2 separate regions of the Ovis aries genome follow, and region 2 is linked to region 1. The links are chromatin contacts, called in public Hi-C maps. All regions are on one chromosome and are shown on one strand. The core of a region is the stretch at or near the end of the contact, and the rest is flanking DNA. Distances in the headings are between cores, read along the strand shown.

Region 1 (5,086 bases), core at 1,268-3,767:
ATTATTAGATTTCAATGCTATACATTAACAGCAGATGCCATTATATAATATGATAGGCTGCATCATAAAATTCCCTAATTTTCCAGATGAGTTTCAAGAAGATGAAACAGTCTCTACTACATATCACCTTCTGTACACTTAGAAAAGTCGTGCAGAGACTTTCTACCTGCTCACTAAATTTAAACATTACTCTGGTACTCGAGCACAAAACCAGATCCCTGCCCAGGTAGTACCTTCAGGAAAATTCTGGTCTCTGATCAAAGTGAAATCTCATTGAAACCTGACTATCTTGCCCCCTTCTCTCATTGTCTACACAAACTATTTTTTTTTAATGAATATAAAAAACAAAAGTTTATTGAAATTAATGTCCAAGCTTGATTAATGAACTTTTTAGAAGGCTGGCACAAAGCTTGTAAGCAAGAACATCTATATTCTATAACACTGCACACCTTTTTATCAAACTTGGAAAATGTGCTACAAAATCATGGTTCCAGTCGGTGGGGAAGATGAAACTGGATGGTAGATGCATCATCAGTTGTAAAGAAAAGACACTGAATCCAAGTCTTCAGAAACAATTCATGACTGTTTCTTACTTTTTGTCTGTTTGCCTTCCTTTGCAGGTAGGCCCCCAGCAGGTAGGTTGGGGTATAAAAGGCTTAATGTTTTTATAAAACATCACATACAGTATTTTGATCAGTTAGAATTCACTCCTATACATGGTTAACTTACTTCTTTGGAACTTTAACATGCATAAAAAGTATGAGGGTAACTAGGTGGAGAAGGTGATGGCACCCCACTCCAGTACTCTTGCCTGGAAAATCCCATGGACAGAGGAGCCTGGTAGGCTGCAGTGCATGGGGTCGAGAAGAGTCAAACATGACTGAGCAACTTCCCTTTCACTTTTCACTTTCATGCACTGGAGAAGGAAATGGCAACCCACTCCAGTGCTCTTGCCTGGAGAATCCCAGGGATGGGGGAGCCTGGTGGGCTGCCTTCTATGGGGTCACACAGAGTCGGACATGACTGAAGCGACTTAGCAGCAGCAGCAGGTGCAGTAAGGCAGGAAGAGAATGATTCAACCCATTAGAAATTAAAAGATTTTTTCCCCAGCAGGTGGCACTACAGCACAAGTCTTTGGTTTCTCTCCTCTGTGCTGCCTCTGGCAATATCTGCAAGTGGGCACTTTCATCCTCCATTGCCTCTTTCACAGGTCTTGCCCAGTGGCCACCTTATTACTTTCTATACGTCTTGGGTGTTGGTGCCTTGCTGCTGCCAGCGTCAATGGCATCACCACGTGGGGCACAAGGATGGTGACTTCTGCTGCCTCCAGGATCCTGAGTTACAGCCTCCACCACCAAAGAGGAACTGGGAGGGTGGGGGGAGTGGGTGGGGGGCCCCACCCAGCACACGTTCTTACCTGACCTCCAAATGAACTTCCCAGCCCCACACAAAGCAAGCAGTAGCTTCCTGGGCCCACACTCGGCACCACTGGATGGCCACTTCTACAAAGTACACACTAGGGAACACTTTGTGTGGGCTCCCCTAGCCCAGCCAAGCCCCAGGGGCACAAACACCCCTACTCCCAAGTTATCAAACTGCCCAGAGAATATAGGGCAAACCCTCCCCACAGGCGCAAGAGCAGCCTAACTACATTCCCAGGCACCTGAGCAAACCGTCACCACCAGCGCCAGGTCAGCAGTCCTGTGGTTCGAGTCTGAGTGAACTCCGGGAGTTGGTGATGGACAGGGAGGCCTGGCATGCCGCGATTCATGGGGTCTCAAAGAGTCGGACACGACTGAGCGACTGAACTGAACTGAACTGATGAGAACTGACTCGTTGGAAAAGACCCTGATGCTGGGAAAGATTGAAGGCAGGAAGAGAGGGGGACGGCAGAGGACGAGATGATTGAATGGCATCACCGATTCAATGGACATGAGTCTGAGCAAACTCCAGGAGATGGTGAAGGACAGGGAAGCCTGGTTTGCTGCAGTCCATGGATTTGCAGAGTCAGATACGACTAGCGACTGAAGAACACCAGCCTGGCCCTTGGTAAGCCTCAGCTTCGCCCATCACCCCGCACCGCTGAGTTCCCACCGCAAGCAAGACGTCTCTTCCAGCGCTATGTGGTCCCTACTCCACGCAGCACGACCCGCGGACGCGCTGGTCACGCTTTCTACCCCAATTCCTTATGACCCCGGAGTGGACCCAGCCCCGCGACTCTCACGAGAGACTAAAAGCAAATCTCCTCCCACCCTCGGTTCCAGTCGGCCGGCCTCGCGAGCCGCTCCGGTTCCCCACCAGCGCGCACACTCTGCAGGCTCCTACCGGAGACTGTGGGCAGCAGAAGCACGAGGACCACCAAAAGCATCCCTATGAGGCACCAAACAAAGGGGGACTCCCGGGGCGACCAGGAGGGGCTTGCGCGATACGAAAGCCTCTGTCACTTTCGGGGAGACCAGCGGGAAAGCTGAGCCCAGACGGTGGACCTCTGAGCTCGGTTGCCAGACGCAACAATCCCCAGACTCACAGGTGTCCGGAGCTGTAACGCGGTGGGGCGTGACTGGGCCGTGCCGGGGGCGGGGTTAGTGTCTAGCGGGGCCAATGAGCGGGCTGCAAGGCGGGGCCTCGGCGCCAGGAGCGGTCCCTGCTCCGGGAGGGCGGTCCCCGCGCTTTAGGGGCGGTTCCTGCGCCGGGCGGGGCGGGGCGCGGCGCTACAGAGGGTTCCCCGTGGGCGCGGAGACGTCGGCACACCGCGCGTCTCTAGTTCCTCTGCCTGCAGACCTGAAGGAGGGCCGCGGCGACTCGGCGGGAATAGCTGGTTCACCGGCTATTGGTGAAAAGACTGCTAACCACCTTACGCAGGAAGGGTGGAAAGGAATAAAGGGCTGGCGTGGTCATCATTGTCCTTTTTCCGGAAAAATCAAGCGTCACAACCTGAAGATAGAAATCTAGAGCTTAGCCAGTGGTCACTGTGGGACCGACACCCGTCATGACTCCCTTTGGGACCCGGGGCCCTCCAGATTGTCAGGACACCTGGGCCCGCCTTGCTCGGTCTTTGCCAGTAGTCAGGCATCATTCACGACAGTATTTGAAATTTCCGTGGCTGAGCCTCTGCTACTGAAGCCTCTCATGGCCGGATAGATTCCAGAATCACGAAAGGTTTGGCCATCGCTCTCCCAACTGCTAAAATCCGTTTGTTCTACCCTATGTTCCCAGGAGAGCATATCTGGGAAAGTAAATGGTTAAACAACCCCGGGCCGTTAGCATAATGGGTCTTAACTCTGTGGAAGCCTTGCTATTGAGGGACTAAACGTTTTATGGAAGATGAAATATACATACACGAAAAAGGAAAGAAAGGTGCATTAAGGGCCAAATTCTTGGAAGCAATGAATGTCATTATAGTTGGGAGGATTAGGAATTGGTTGGGTGAAATGGATAAAGGGGAAAACTTTTCTGTTGAAACACTCTTACACACAATGCTGGAAAATTAAGAGTGAGCACAGTTTATGTGTAAAGTTGTAAGTCAACCTGTATGACTAGTAGAAGAAAAATGAATGTAACCTGACTGGCATTAAGGAGCAAACAAAAGGGGCTGCCATTTTCTTATTACTTGGCAAAGAATAAAAAGGTTAAGCAGTGTGAGTAAATGTGTTGAGGGGACCAATACCCCCAAACTTTTAGTTTTTAACATAACATTTTTGTATGTTAAAAGTTTTCATACGGACATGACTTTTAAATCATCAGTCCCATTGAGAATTTATTCCAGAAAAATCACCAAGCCATTATACTTTGGAGAAAAATTTAAATCCTATGTGTCTAGCAGAAGTCTTAAGGATTTTATGATAGGTAGTTTACAGCATGGAAGTCTGTGCAGCTGTGTAAAAAAATATGAATGTGAGAAACTATGATATATTTTAAGTGGAAAAAGAAGGCTCCAAATCACTACATAACTTGTCATTCCTTCTATTGAAATAAAAGTCCTACTTGATACACATAAAGGGATTAGCAGGAAATATTCCAGAATTAACTAGTAGTTGATAGGATTATGTATATTTCATTTTCTTTGTGCTTTTCAGCTTTCTGTATTGACCCTATGTTACCATTTCTAATCAGGTAAAGGGAAAAAAATATTTACATGTGACCGGCATTTCAAATGTTCATAGAATGGTGGGGACAAAGCCTGCATCATATAGAATAAAGCAATGAGAGGATGGTGAGGAAATGGAAATTCTCCCTGTAAAAGTCAAATGCATCAGCTGGAATTACAATACTTGATATACATTTCAGCAATTTTATATCTGAAATATACTAAAGATATTCTGGGGTACACAAACCATGGGATTTCTTCTTCCTCCCAGAACAACACAGTTTTTTTTTTTAATTCTTGGAAGAGCTTATAAAACTCAAAGTGTGGGTGTGATAAAAAACATCTTACTGTCTTGTTTTTGTGGCCTGTGGGTTTCTCTAATTGTGGCACGCAGAATCTGGGGTGTGCAGGGCAGGTAGTTGTGAAGCACGGGTTTGGTTGCCCCATGGCACGTGGCAATCTAGATCCCGAGACCAGGGATCAAACCTGCGTGTCCTGCATTGGAAGGTGGATTCTTCACCACGGACCACCAGGGAAGACCACACCTTAGTATCTTGGATTAAAAAATCCAGACTTTCTATGATAACACAACTAAATGAGATATAAGGAGACATACGAAAGAAAATATAATGAGAGGGCATTGTCATTTCTTTTAATTCTTACGGCTGTGAAAGATTGATATAAAGGAAATGTTTTGTGGCTCAGTGTTGGCAATACTTTATGAGAAGAGGGAATCCTTTTATTGTTCTCTGCAACCATCTGTACACAATATTCCATCTAAAGTATATATCATAGAGCTGAAATAACTTATCTTTTATTTTTAGGCTTGAAAGTAAGTTTCTTTTTAATTTAGCATGGTTTTCTATTTACAGATGATAGATTAGATTCAAAGGTTGTGTTTACTGAAACTTTATGACCAGTGAAATTTCTGCACCTAGGATCCATCAAATCATTCTAAGTATAATTGAAGACTTCACATTGATTTCTGAAATTATTTTT
Region 2 (5,035 bases), core at 1,877-4,376, 340 kb after region 1:
CTAGAGTGGGTTGCCATTTCCTTCTCCAGGGGATCTTCCCAACCCAGGAATCAAACCTGGATCCCCTGCAATGCAGCCAGATTCTTTACCAACTGAGCTACAAGGGAAGCGTTTAATGTGCCAGGTGGTGATTTTAACTGACTATCATTATGAAGACTCAGACCCAAATGACACACCCCCTACATGACAGCCGTTATGGGCAGACTCTAGCACACCAGTATTATCAAAATTTTAAAAAGCATGATTTGGAGAGTAAGAGAAACCCAAACGATCATTTAAAAATTTTTTTCCCTTTGTTCTCAATTTTATAAGCTGAATTTCTCACACAGTACCTGGCAAAAAGTAGGTGCATGAAAAATACAGTTTTTAATGTATCATGGGAAAAAAATAGATAAGTACACCAAAAAAAAAAAAGTTTTTTCCTTGAAAAGGGCTGTCCATAAATCTGCTCTGCAAAAAATATCCTGAATGAGTCTCTGGTCCTTCATTCCTTTTCAGGCCTAGATACATTGTATTGTAGACCTATTTTTACACTAACTGTGAAGTCACTCTCTGGCAGGTATAACCCTTTACCTCATGGTTCTTGAGATGCCATCTGCATAAAAAAGGTTTTGTTTAAAATGCAGTTTTCTGTATATAACCCCAGAGATTTGCATTAGCAAGTGTGGAGTGATGAGCAGAAATCTCCCATATTACAAGCAATCCAGACAACTCTGATGTGAGTGGTTGAGGCATCTCAGAGACATGCTGCTTAGGCGTACGGTGGCAAGCTAATTCACCAAGGGTGTTTTAGATAAGGGATGTTCACTTAGGTATTTTCTACTATTGTGCTTTTCAAAATGTGGACCAGTAGCAGAGGCATCACCTGGGAACTTCTGAGAAAAGCACATTCTAGTTGTCCTCTGCACATATGGAATCAGATTCTGAGTGGCCCCAAGTATTTTACCCTTAGGTGATTCTGATGCCCTCAGATTTAGAACCACCAGTCTCCTCAAAACATCCCATCCTTCTTGGTGCCTATCTGATGCAGCTTCTCCTTGTTCTTAGAATTTCCCCTCATCCTCCTAACATATGTCTTTAGGAAGGAACCATGCCTCCTGTCTTTGAATCAATATAAGTGAAAGTGCATGGGATTTAAAGACCTGGATGAGAATCCCAACTGTGTCACTCGCCAAGAATAAAACTATGTGTAAATGTTTTCCACCCTCTGAGCATATTTCCTCATTAAAAATTAAGAATGGAACATTTATTCAGGACACAGTCAAGATCTTTGCTTGAAGCTTTCTCTCATTTGAGCACCATGCACAGCTTTAGCTGGCATTATTTCCAACTAATAAACGAGAAAATAGAGACTCAGAAGACTGAACCGAGCTGCCTAACTCTGATCCACTGCACACAAACCCTTTGACAGTGGTGCCTTATCCTCTAATGTAAATAATGACTCCATGAGTTTGTTGTAAGGATTAAATAAGGCAACAGACTTGAGAACAATTTGTAAAAGGTAAACATTATGTTTGTATGTATTATCTTAGTGGTTGAGTGGAATCAACACACCCAAACCTGAAGCTGAGGGAAACCAACAGGTAATAAAAGACAAGCTTTGTTTTAAAGCAGAAACCATAAAACATCACAAACATATGGTTTAAAAGAACAGTTAACTTTTATAATATAAAAGTACAATTCTAAAAAAAAAATTCAAAAACGTTAGTCCCACAAAACAAAAAAGAATAAGTAGAAGTATAGTGTAGATAGAAAAAACAAGTATTTGTTTTCCCACAAAAAGAAAAGCAAACATTTATAAACTAGAGGGGAAGGGCAGGTTCTTAACTGTAGCTGAACAAGTGCTTAAGTCAATGGACCTCAGCTTAGAGCCTTGTATCACTGCGTTAGGAAGCGGTTATTTAGACAAGGAGTGGGACTCTCAGCTAATTTTTTTTTTTTCTTCTCACACTTTCAGAGGTTCTAACCAATGGAAAGACTACTGCAGTCCAAATAACGATGTAAATTCTCTAGATTTTGATGACAGGAATGGGAGCTTGACTGTGCCCAATGTAATGCAGAAAAGCTACCCTGGAAATCCTTGAAACGGCAGTCACAAAATTGAATCACCATTAAAACTACACTACAGCAAAGGAAAAACCAAAAGATTAAAATAATAAAGTGTGCATACTTGTTGAAAACACCCCTGAGAAAGTGTTTTTTATTTTGTTGCTATTTGGCCAAAACGAAGCTCACCAGAAGAGTAGTTACTCTGACACTCCATGGAGCCAGTTTCCCTTTAGAAACTAAAGCGCATATTAAGATGACTGACAGAAAGCAATTTAAAAACCCTACTCTCATCAGAGTACTCCTGGCAATCTTAAATGCAGACAAGAAAATGGATAGATGGATGAATAGATGAGAGATAAGAATATTAATTGTAAACGTGCCATCCACTCCTCTAGAACTGCCAATCTGCTCGAGGCCCTAAGTCAAGGCAGGAATGTGCTCCGAAGGATGCCCGGCGCGGGCGCTGTCACCGCCGGGTCCCCGCCCACCCGGGCTCCTCTTGCCCCGGGGACAGGGGCTCACCAGCGTCTGAGGGAATGAATCACTCGGCTTTTACTCAGGTCCGCTCCTGCCCCTTCCGAGCCCGGCTCCCGGAGCGCGGCGGGGAGGCCGCACCCCTCTCCTACCTGCAGCACGAAGGCTCTCGGCCAGATCGTGAAGCCGCGTTCGGCGGCGGGGCCGCGGGACAGCCGCACGGCGGCCGCCTCCTCGTTGGGGTTGTCCAGGGTCAGGGGCAGCGTCCGCGAGGCTCCCAGGCGCACGTCCCCGAAGCAGAGGAAGGGCGACCTGCAGAAGTGGCTGAGGGACAGGACGGCCGGGGACGCCGCCTCCTCCTCGGCGCGGGGACCCCTCGGCCCCGCCCGCGGCCTCGGCTCCGGCGGGCTCCGCTCCCAGCAGCCGCGACCCCGCTGCCAGGTCGCCATCGAGGCCTCTGGGTGCGCCCCGCTGCTCCGAGCGGCCTCCGCAAGAACGCCCACCGCCTCCCCTCAAGGAGCTGTGGGGATCGAGAAAGAACTCGCCCCCTTTACTGTCCAGTTGCTAGGACCCAGGAAGGCGTCCGGACGCACAAACTCAAACTGGAGAGAGAAGCGAACTGAGAAGAGGTTTTGCCCCGTTTAAAATTCCCGCCTCCACCAATGGGCTTCCCAGGTTCCGCCCACCTTCAAGCGGGACCAATCGGTGAGCAGCAGTGCCAGCCAATGAGAAGCCGGCGCCTTATTTAAACGTGGCGGCGACGGTGACGGGTAGCTCTCGCTGAGGAGACAGCTATGGGAGCTGGGTCTCGGCTGCCTCTGAGGAGTGGAGCTCAGGCTCGGAATACACCTTTCGATTTTGCGAACAGGTTGGTGGAGGCGAAGAAAGTCACAGCACTTCCTCCGGAAATGCAGCTGTCTTGGCGGTTGCCGGCACGGTCATTCCCTCACAGTACTTTGAAGGAGATCAATGTACTCGCCCAGGATCCCTCCGCCACTTCCTGGGCCCAAAAGGGAGAAAATGAGGAAAATGAAAATTAAATGTACAGTTAGTGTGGACGTGCTGATGTCAGTGCGTGGTGTCGGTGCAGCGGCTCAGTAATTTACCTGCTGGTTCTTACCTCGGGAATCTGGGAGCAAAACCAGGTAAACAAACAAAACCCGAGATTCCCAGTAATTCATAAAAGGTGGTCTTGATGGGCATGGCCCCCGACAGATAACTTCTCGGTTTTCATTTCAATTGTAGATATCTGATAGTAATGATTGTAGCCTACATGTTACTCTCTGCCAGGGGCTGTGTTAAGCCCTGCACGTATTTATCTCCACCTTCGCTTCCACCCTGGGGGGAAGGGACCGTTATTCGTGATTCACAGAAGAGCGAGGCCGGCGTCCAGCCAGCTGGGAGTGGCGAGGCCAGGAGGGGCACCGGCGGTTCGGCTCCTCTTGCTGTCCCCGCTGCCCGCGCTGCCTCTAAAGACAGGAGGAGACTGAAAAATAACCCGTGGATGTGCGTACAGCCGCACAGAATACATGAAAAGAAAACTCCCTGAGTGGAAAACCAAAATGAGGAAAGTGAGATCGGAAATTGTATTCACTGACACCCAATTTGACCTGATGTTGAACCCTGGTACCTCAACGATATTTAATCAAACGTGTTTATGGAGGTTTCTTAAAAAATCCTTCAGGACTGATGCACAAGGAGAGTGCTACTACATACATTTTTAGCAAAATGTTTAAATGAATGACAATAACTTTTAAATACACAATTTATATTTATTATTTTGTACAGTGAATGTTACTCATCAAATTAACGTTGCAAATATAGGCCCTGTTAAGCTTAAGTCACTGAAATGTTTGTCTCAACTTTTTTAACATGATAGGAACATATTTTGTTTCTATATGTTCTCCCCTCACAGGTTTCTCTTCATAAAGCAATGCTGTTGATGCACAATTTTTAAAAACCCAAAATGAACTATACTGGATATTTTTTGTTTGCCCTCCACTTCCACCCTTCACCCTTTTCCAGCCTGCTCTTGGCTGTGAGATGCTGGCTGTGTTCTGTATTTGCTACATCCATAGGTTTCTTACTCTGTGAAGTCTGTTTTAGCCAAAGAGGTAAGCCAGGGTACTCCCCCCACCCCTTCCACCTTGGGCTGGCTCCATCTCCACATTAAAGTCACAAGTAGCTGGAGAGATGCTCTCTCCTATTGGAGATCTGGGTGTGGGGACACCACAGTGTCACTAGGCCCAGGATAAGACCCTATTGCTTGTTTCCTGCAACCCAGACCTCTCTTTGTGAACAGTCCCTTTATTAAGCTTCTTGAATTACAGTAAATTGGAGAGGGCCAACTATTTCCTTAGTGACCTTGGCTGATACAACAATGGCCTTGGGAAATTGCCTCTTCAGGTAGAATTCTGAATTGAGTTGCTTATAATTGAGGAGCACAGGGGTAAACTCTTACTAGCAAGAAACACACCATGACAATCCAAAGGGTGGGGTAACATCCTGGGTC

The links. Hi-C and Micro-C count contacts between places; a contact is called where the count stands out from the background.
Region 2: a contact with region 1 is called in a Hi-C map of tail adipose tissue, with 3 times the contacts expected there. The contact joins the promoter of ASPM here to the promoter of LOC101105935 in region 1. A contact is called at or near these places in 4 of 16 Hi-C or Micro-C datasets (blood, liver, skin fibroblasts and 1 more).

Annotation. Positions count from the first base shown.
Region 1 is chr12:75,157,760-75,162,845 of ARS-UI_Ramb_v3.0, forward strand. It overlaps LOC101105935 (membrane cofactor protein-like), which reads right to left and starts at 2,518. Exons shown (of 9, transcript XM_027976095.3): 1 at 2,326-2,518. The coding sequence starts at 2,368.
Region 2 is chr12:75,495,978-75,501,012 of ARS-UI_Ramb_v3.0, forward strand. It overlaps ASPM (assembly factor for spindle microtubules), which reads right to left and starts at 3,127. Exons shown (of 28, transcript XM_042229282.2): 1 at 2,676-3,127. The coding sequence starts at 2,972.